Regions from separate parts of the Mus musculus genome. Here region 1 is linked to region 2. A link is a contact called in public HiChIP or PLAC-seq data. All regions are on one chromosome and are shown on one strand. The core of a region is the stretch at or near the end of the contact, and the rest is flanking DNA. Distances in the headings are between cores, read along the strand shown.

Region 1 (3,106 bases), core at 80-2,579, 300 kb after region 2:
TTGTGAGAACCAATCTCAATGTCTCCATAGTCCTCTGGGTAAGGGTTGTAGGCCACTTTGGGAGAGGACGCAGGGAAGGATGGGCAGAGGCGACCTGAACTACCAGAGAAGGTGGCCCTCATGAGAGTGTATTCATCTAGAGAGGCAGAGGAAGGCTGAGGTACCTGCCGCTGCCTGGCAGGCGTGGTTAGGGAATAAGTCCTCTTCCTCAGTCCTCTATCCAGGTCCTGGGCCCCATCCCCTGAGACCCTACGGTAAGGGCGGCCACAGTGGCTCAGGGGTCTATCCATGCTCATGTACCCATAGAGTTCGCCCCCACTGCCATCTCTGGCTGGCGGGGTCTCCGCTATTGACTCGGGTGTGTTGCTCCTGTGGCTACTGAAGGCTCTCAGGTCGCCAGGGCTGGAGCCATACTCGTCAAGGGACATGAAACCCGGGTCGCTGGGGGAGCCCGAGGCGGAGGCACTACCGCTGGACGGACGCTGGCCTTGGGGGTGATGCAGTGGATGAGGCAGGTGCGGGTGGGAGCCAGGTGGCAGCGGGTAGGAGCCCGAGCCGTGCCCACTGCTGGAGGACAGGCTGCCTGGGCTGGTGGCTGCAGGAGGTGAGTGCGCCACGGGCATGGACATGGAGCGGCTGTGTTGCAGGGCTCCCCCTGCCGGCGCCAGAGTCACTTTGCTCGGGCGGCCTCCGCAGCCGGCGCTCAGGGTGTGCGAGCGGCTAAGGGGCGCGCGCACCGGCCCGGGACTCAGGGGGCTCCCTGCCACCGACATCGGCCTGCCTCCTGCCGTCCCGGCCCCGCCTGCCGCGCCGCCGTCGCCCTCGCTGGCCGTACGAACCCGGCACGAAGTGCACTTGGCTGCTGGGGGGGTGGCCGCCAGGCTGTCAGTGCGCGAGCGGCGCACCAGGCCGGTCTGGCTAGGGGGTAGGTTGACTAGGTGGTGGTGGCGGCGCGCGCCCGGCACGCTGATGGGATGCGTGGCTGACGACCCGGACGACTGACTCTTGCTGCGAGGCCGGAACTCGAAGAGCTCTTTGAGTGCCTTCATAGCTTCTAGGATGGTCTCATGGATGTTCTGCGCCACCACCGAGTCGTCGGCTTGCATCCACAGCTCCCCGGGACCGGTGACGGCCGAACGGCCCACCTCGATGAAGAAGAAGCTGTCCGAGTGGCCGCAGCGGCGAATGTTCATAAGCTGCAGCGTCACCGACGGCTGTTCGCAATTGAGCTTCACGAAGCCGATGGTGCGCGCAGACAGGCATAGGCGGTATACACCAGTCAGGTTCTTGCTCTGGCCCAGTCCCTTAGGTTTCAGGTTCACCTGCCACACCTCGCGGTAGACGGCCGTGGCGGGTGTCACGAGCCCGTAGTTGTCATCGCAGCCAGCGGCGCCCGCTGAGCCGCCCAGGACGCCCGGGAGAGAGGCGCTGCAAGAGCCTCCGGTGGTGCCCGAGCCCCCCTCGCCAGAGCGGCCTTCGCTGACCAAGTCGGTGAGTGCGCGGTACCAGCCCTCCTGCTCCTGCTCGTTCTCCGCCGCTACAGCGAAGTACTCGTCCTTGGTGTAGAGGGCGATCAGGTACTTGTGCTTGGCGTCCGCGCGCTTGTTGATGTTCAGACAGCAGTCGAGCGCGATCACTCGCTTCGGCGCGCCCGCCTTGCTCCTCCACTTCTTCTCGCTCTCGTAGTACTCCAGCCGCGGAGGCTGCGGCGGCGACCCCCCAGCCGCGGATGCCTCGTCGCCGCCCGTGCCGGGGCCGCGCAACACGAAAAAGCGCTTGTGGCCGTGCTTCTGCTTGCGCAGGTAGCCGCACTTGCGCACGCTGTGGTTGTTGTTGTTGTTGTTGTTATTGAGGTTCGGGCCGTCCCCGCCCGCCGACGCGGGGGGCCCAGGCAGGGGCGCGCTAGCCATCGCCGCCGCTTCAGGTCTCTCTGCCCGGCTGGGCGAACAGGGGATGGCGAGGGCCGAGGGGCGCGGGCGGGGGCGGCTCCCCGCCACCCGTCGCCCGGCCGCCCGGCCACGCGCGCGCGTCCCCCGGGCCCAGGCGGTGGGCTAGGAGGCGCGCGCGGCTCGGTGGCGCAGGGCCCTCCGCCGCTCCGAAGGATGCTCGGTGCGGGCGATGGCCACCCCCCCGCTTCGACTGTCCGCTGCCGCTGCTTCCCGGGCTCTCGGGCGGCGCCCGGGGACTGGCTGGCTGGGTCGAGAGTCGGGGTCCCCGAGTCGCGGGGCCGAGCTTAGAACGCGCGCGGCCCGTCTGCTGCCACCGTTCTGCACTGCGCGACGACGGTCTGCGTCCGGACACTCGGGGCCCACACTGCCACTGGGGCCGCTGCTGCCGTTGCTGCCGCTGCTGCTGCTGCCACCAACGACGACCCGGGCTTGTCGCGGTCCCCGCCGCACAGTGAGTAACACATCGCGCACCGAGTGACTGAACTAAGAGCAAAACAACACGTGACTCTGCGTTACGCAGGCACACTCGCGCGGACGCCCCGCCCCGCAGCCCTGCATTGGCGCCGCGTTCCCCGACGGACAGCGAGACGGACCAATGAGCGTGAGGCACGGGGGGGGGGGGGAGGCGGACCGACACCGGGCTGCGTTTCCCGCCGTCCCCTCCCTCCCCCTCTCCGAGGCCGGGCCGGGGCTCGGCGGGGGCCGGGCCGGGCTCATTAATCAGGGGCTCGTTGTGGATGCGGGCGGGGGCGATGCCACCCAAGGCGGGAAGCCCGCCGTGGAGAAGGCGGGTGCGGGGTTTGTGCTCCCGCCTCGCGTCCCACTAACTGGCCCCAGGCTTCCGCCGCGGAGGGGGAACGGGGGCGGGAGGTCGGATCTGGTGCGGGGCGGCGGTCGGACCCCAGCAGCCGGGGTGGGCGCGCGGCGCAGGGCGGTGCCCGCTGTGGGTGGCAGGCGCGCGGCCCGGCTTGTTTACGAGCATCGTTGCCCGCGAGCTCCGGGTCGATGGCAGCTCGGTGCCTTTTCCCGGCGGCGAGCCGATCGAGGGGCGCCCCGGAACCCGCCCCACCCTCCGCAGGCGTCCGCCCCCGGCCGTGGGCTCTTTCCGGGGCGTCATCAGAGCCATTCACTTGTCAGGTTCCCGGGAAGTGGAAGTC
Region 2 (2,700 bases), core at 31-2,530:
GGGAACATGAGCTCATAGAATGTGCTTTTCCTGATCTAGTGACATCATTGAATTAAAAAACGAATATATTTCCAGATGATTGCCTAACTAAAGGGAGTGTGGAGAAAGCTTCATTTCCTTCCCCGTTCTTCAGTTTCTACAAGCAAAAGAGAAACGAAGACTGTGAATTCCCTCTACATGGAGCAGATATTGATTGATTTCTATCAACAGAAGCTTTTGGGCACACATTTCTAAAGAGCTCAAGTCATTTGAACCAGCAAAGTGCATCCTCGGTGGGCTGACCTAAGTCAATCCTTAAAAAAAAAAATCATAGTTTTAATGACAAATCACTCAACCTTTAGAATAAATTGAGGCTCCCAGCTGGTAAGACAGTGCCTGACAGAGCTGAAGCTGTGGTGTGCAGAAGCTAAGGCGTTTACGGAGAAGAGCTCTGCAGCTGGGGTTCGTTTTGTTTTACCTTGGATCGTTGCTTTGTAGTTCCTCAAGTGAGAGTAGCAGAAGAGTGTTTCCTGCAGCCTAGCGCCTCTGGTGTGGAAGCCAGGGCTGCGTCTGTCTGTCTGGTTCTTGGGCTGTGAGTAGAAGAGGGGAGACAGTAGAATGAGAGAGACACACAAAGGGAGGGAAACCAGGCCGTTTACAATATTTATGCTGGTTATCTGACTTAATGATGTTTTAAAGTATTGGCTTTAGTAGAAAATACTATTAGTATTGATTTTATATGTTCTTTTTCTCTTGTTTTAAACGTGTCTACCAGAACACTGAAACTCCATAGGCCAGCCACTCGCCTTCCGTTTCTAGCATAGAGTGCTGCTCAAGGCAGAAACTTCCAGGAAGGACTTATTAAACCTTATGTTGTTCACAAATAACTCAATTTCTTCCTTAAAATGCACTAGCCTAGGATTTCATCCCATCAAATAGTAAACAACAAGGTTGATTTCTATCCGTATAAATAAGAAAAAGTAGAAAGGCAAAGAACCAAGTGGGCAAGGTTGAATTTCTGGGTATTAATTTTAATATGTGATTTTAAAAGCACACCACACAGACACCCCAGCTTTGAGCTTTGGGTAGAAGATTGATAGCAGACTAAAATTGATCCTTTGCCCATCAACATGACAGGCGCGATAATGGATAGATTACCCATATCAGCTAATCAGAATGCAGCCCCATGGCCACCACGGAGCAGATGTTTCCTTTTGTGTCATGTTGATAGAGAAATGGACAAGGGACATTTAAAATTCATTGTGGGGAGACTCTATATTATAATGAATCTCATTAATAGTGATTAAGTTTTTTTTTTACTCCCCCGCTACTGTGGTTAATACCCTCCCTTTTGTAGGTCAGAAGGGCTGAGGTAGTCAGCTTGCCAGCAGCTGGTATCACCGTTTTGTGTCTCAGAAGGTTTCTTATGCTTTAAAGCAACTTCTAAACTAAAAATGTTCATTTCCTTATAAACTGGCCAAATTCACATGACAGAGGTTTTAAATGACGAGTGCAAATGGAGAAATGTCCAGCTTTGCCAAGGTCTCTATGACTTTTAATTGCTATTGCAGGCAGGTGGCAGCTGACATAACCACCTTGTTTACTTGACTAGAAAATTCTTCTGGGGGCGGGAGCAAGCAGGGGCCAGAGTGAGTGGGGCCAGAGTGAGCAGGGCAGAGCGAGAGAGAGAAAAAGAAAGAAAGAAAGAAAGAAAGAAAGAAAGAAAGAAAGAAAGAAAGAAAGAAAGAAAGAAAGGAAGGAAGGAAGGAAGGAAGGAAGGAAGGAAGGGGAAGAAAGAAAGAGAGAGTGAGGGAGGGAGGGAGGGAGGGAGGGAGGAAGGAAGGAAGGAAGGAAGGAAGGAAGGAAGGAAGGAAGGAAGGGAGGAAAAGGAAGGAAGGAAGAAAGGGAGGGAGGGAGGGAGGAAGGAAGGAAGGAAGGAAGGAAGGAAGGAAGGAAGGGAGGAAGGAAGGAAGGAAAAGGAAGGAAGGAAGGAAGGAAGGAAGGAAGGAAGGAAGGAAGGGAGGGAGGGAGGGAGGGAGGGAGGAAGAAAGGAAGGAGGGAAGGAAGGAAGGGAGGGAGGGAGGGAGGGAGGGAGGGAGGAAGAAAGGAAGGAAGGAAGGAAGGAAGGAAGGAGAGAGGGAGGGAGGGAGAGAGAAAGGAAGGAAGGAAGGAAGGAAGGGGGGAAGGAAGGAAGGAAGGAAGGAAGGAAAAGAAAGAAAGGAAGAAAGAGGAAAGGAAGGAAGGGAGAGAGAGGGAGGGAGGGAGGGAGAAAGGAAGGAAGAAAGAAAAAGAAAAGAAAATTCTTCTGGAATTTATGGTGGAAAATCACGACCCCAGTCCAGGGACAAGGCCTGGATGTTCATTTGTGTTTATAGATAAGGTGATGGATTCTTGCAGGGTGTGGGGCGCAGAGCGTGGAATCTGATGGTTCTTTGCCTCTCTCTATTCACGGGTTTAGACTTTGTTCCTGTGATGCAGAGGTCTGGGACCTGCCAAGTGAAGCCCTGCCTCATGTGGGGACTCCTGCACTGGCACCCTGATCGGAACTGAGGAGAGCCCACTATTACAGCAGGGTTTCTGCTACATTAACCCGGGCAGCCCTGCCCTTCCCGAGCACCACAGCCTCTGTGACATCGAAATCACTCGCACAACTCTTGAATGTTAATGCCAACCTAATTATATATTTTGGCTTCCGCTTTGGCGATAGGCTGTACTTAAGTA

Evidence for each region. HiChIP or PLAC-seq counts read pairs in DNA pulled down with a chosen protein or histone mark.
Region 1: an H3K4me3 HiChIP or PLAC-seq map of bone marrow-derived macrophages shows a contact between it and region 2, with 7 times the contacts expected there. The contact joins the promoter of 9530052E02Rik here to the enhancer-like site in region 2. A contact is called at or near these places in 9 of 39 promoter capture datasets (the 3T3-L1 cell line, the C10 cell line, the HPC-7 cell line and 4 more), 1 of 15 datasets of contacts at CTCF or cohesin (large pre-B cells), 8 of 484 Hi-C or Micro-C datasets (the G1E-ER4 cell line, bone marrow-derived macrophages, cerebral cortex and 2 more), 22 of 115 datasets of contacts at active chromatin or transcription factors (T-cell acute lymphoblastic leukemia, astrocytes, bone marrow-derived macrophages and 17 more) and 2 of 9 other capture datasets (adipose tissue and embryonic stem cells).

The regions. Positions count from the first base shown.
Region 1 is chr8:11,006,521-11,009,626 of GRCm38.p6, forward strand. 9530052E02Rik (RIKEN cDNA 9530052E02 gene) reads left to right here and starts at 1,330. Exons shown (of 5, transcript NR_046017.1): 1 at 1,330-1,491. Irs2 (insulin receptor substrate 2) reads right to left here and starts at 2,409. Exons shown (of 2, transcript NM_001081212.2): 1 at 1-2,409. The coding sequence starts at 1,910.
Region 2 is chr8:10,711,186-10,713,885 of GRCm38.p6, forward strand. No RefSeq gene overlaps it. Among named protein-coding and RNA genes, the nearest start is that of Gm39129, 26 kb to the right of the region's middle. Within about 2 kb of position 1,281, at least 11 of the 459 cell types and tissues checked have an H3K27ac peak or open chromatin away from gene starts, as enhancers often do. A contact at or near this core is called in the G1E-ER4 cell line, bone marrow-derived macrophages and microglia, where this site is marked.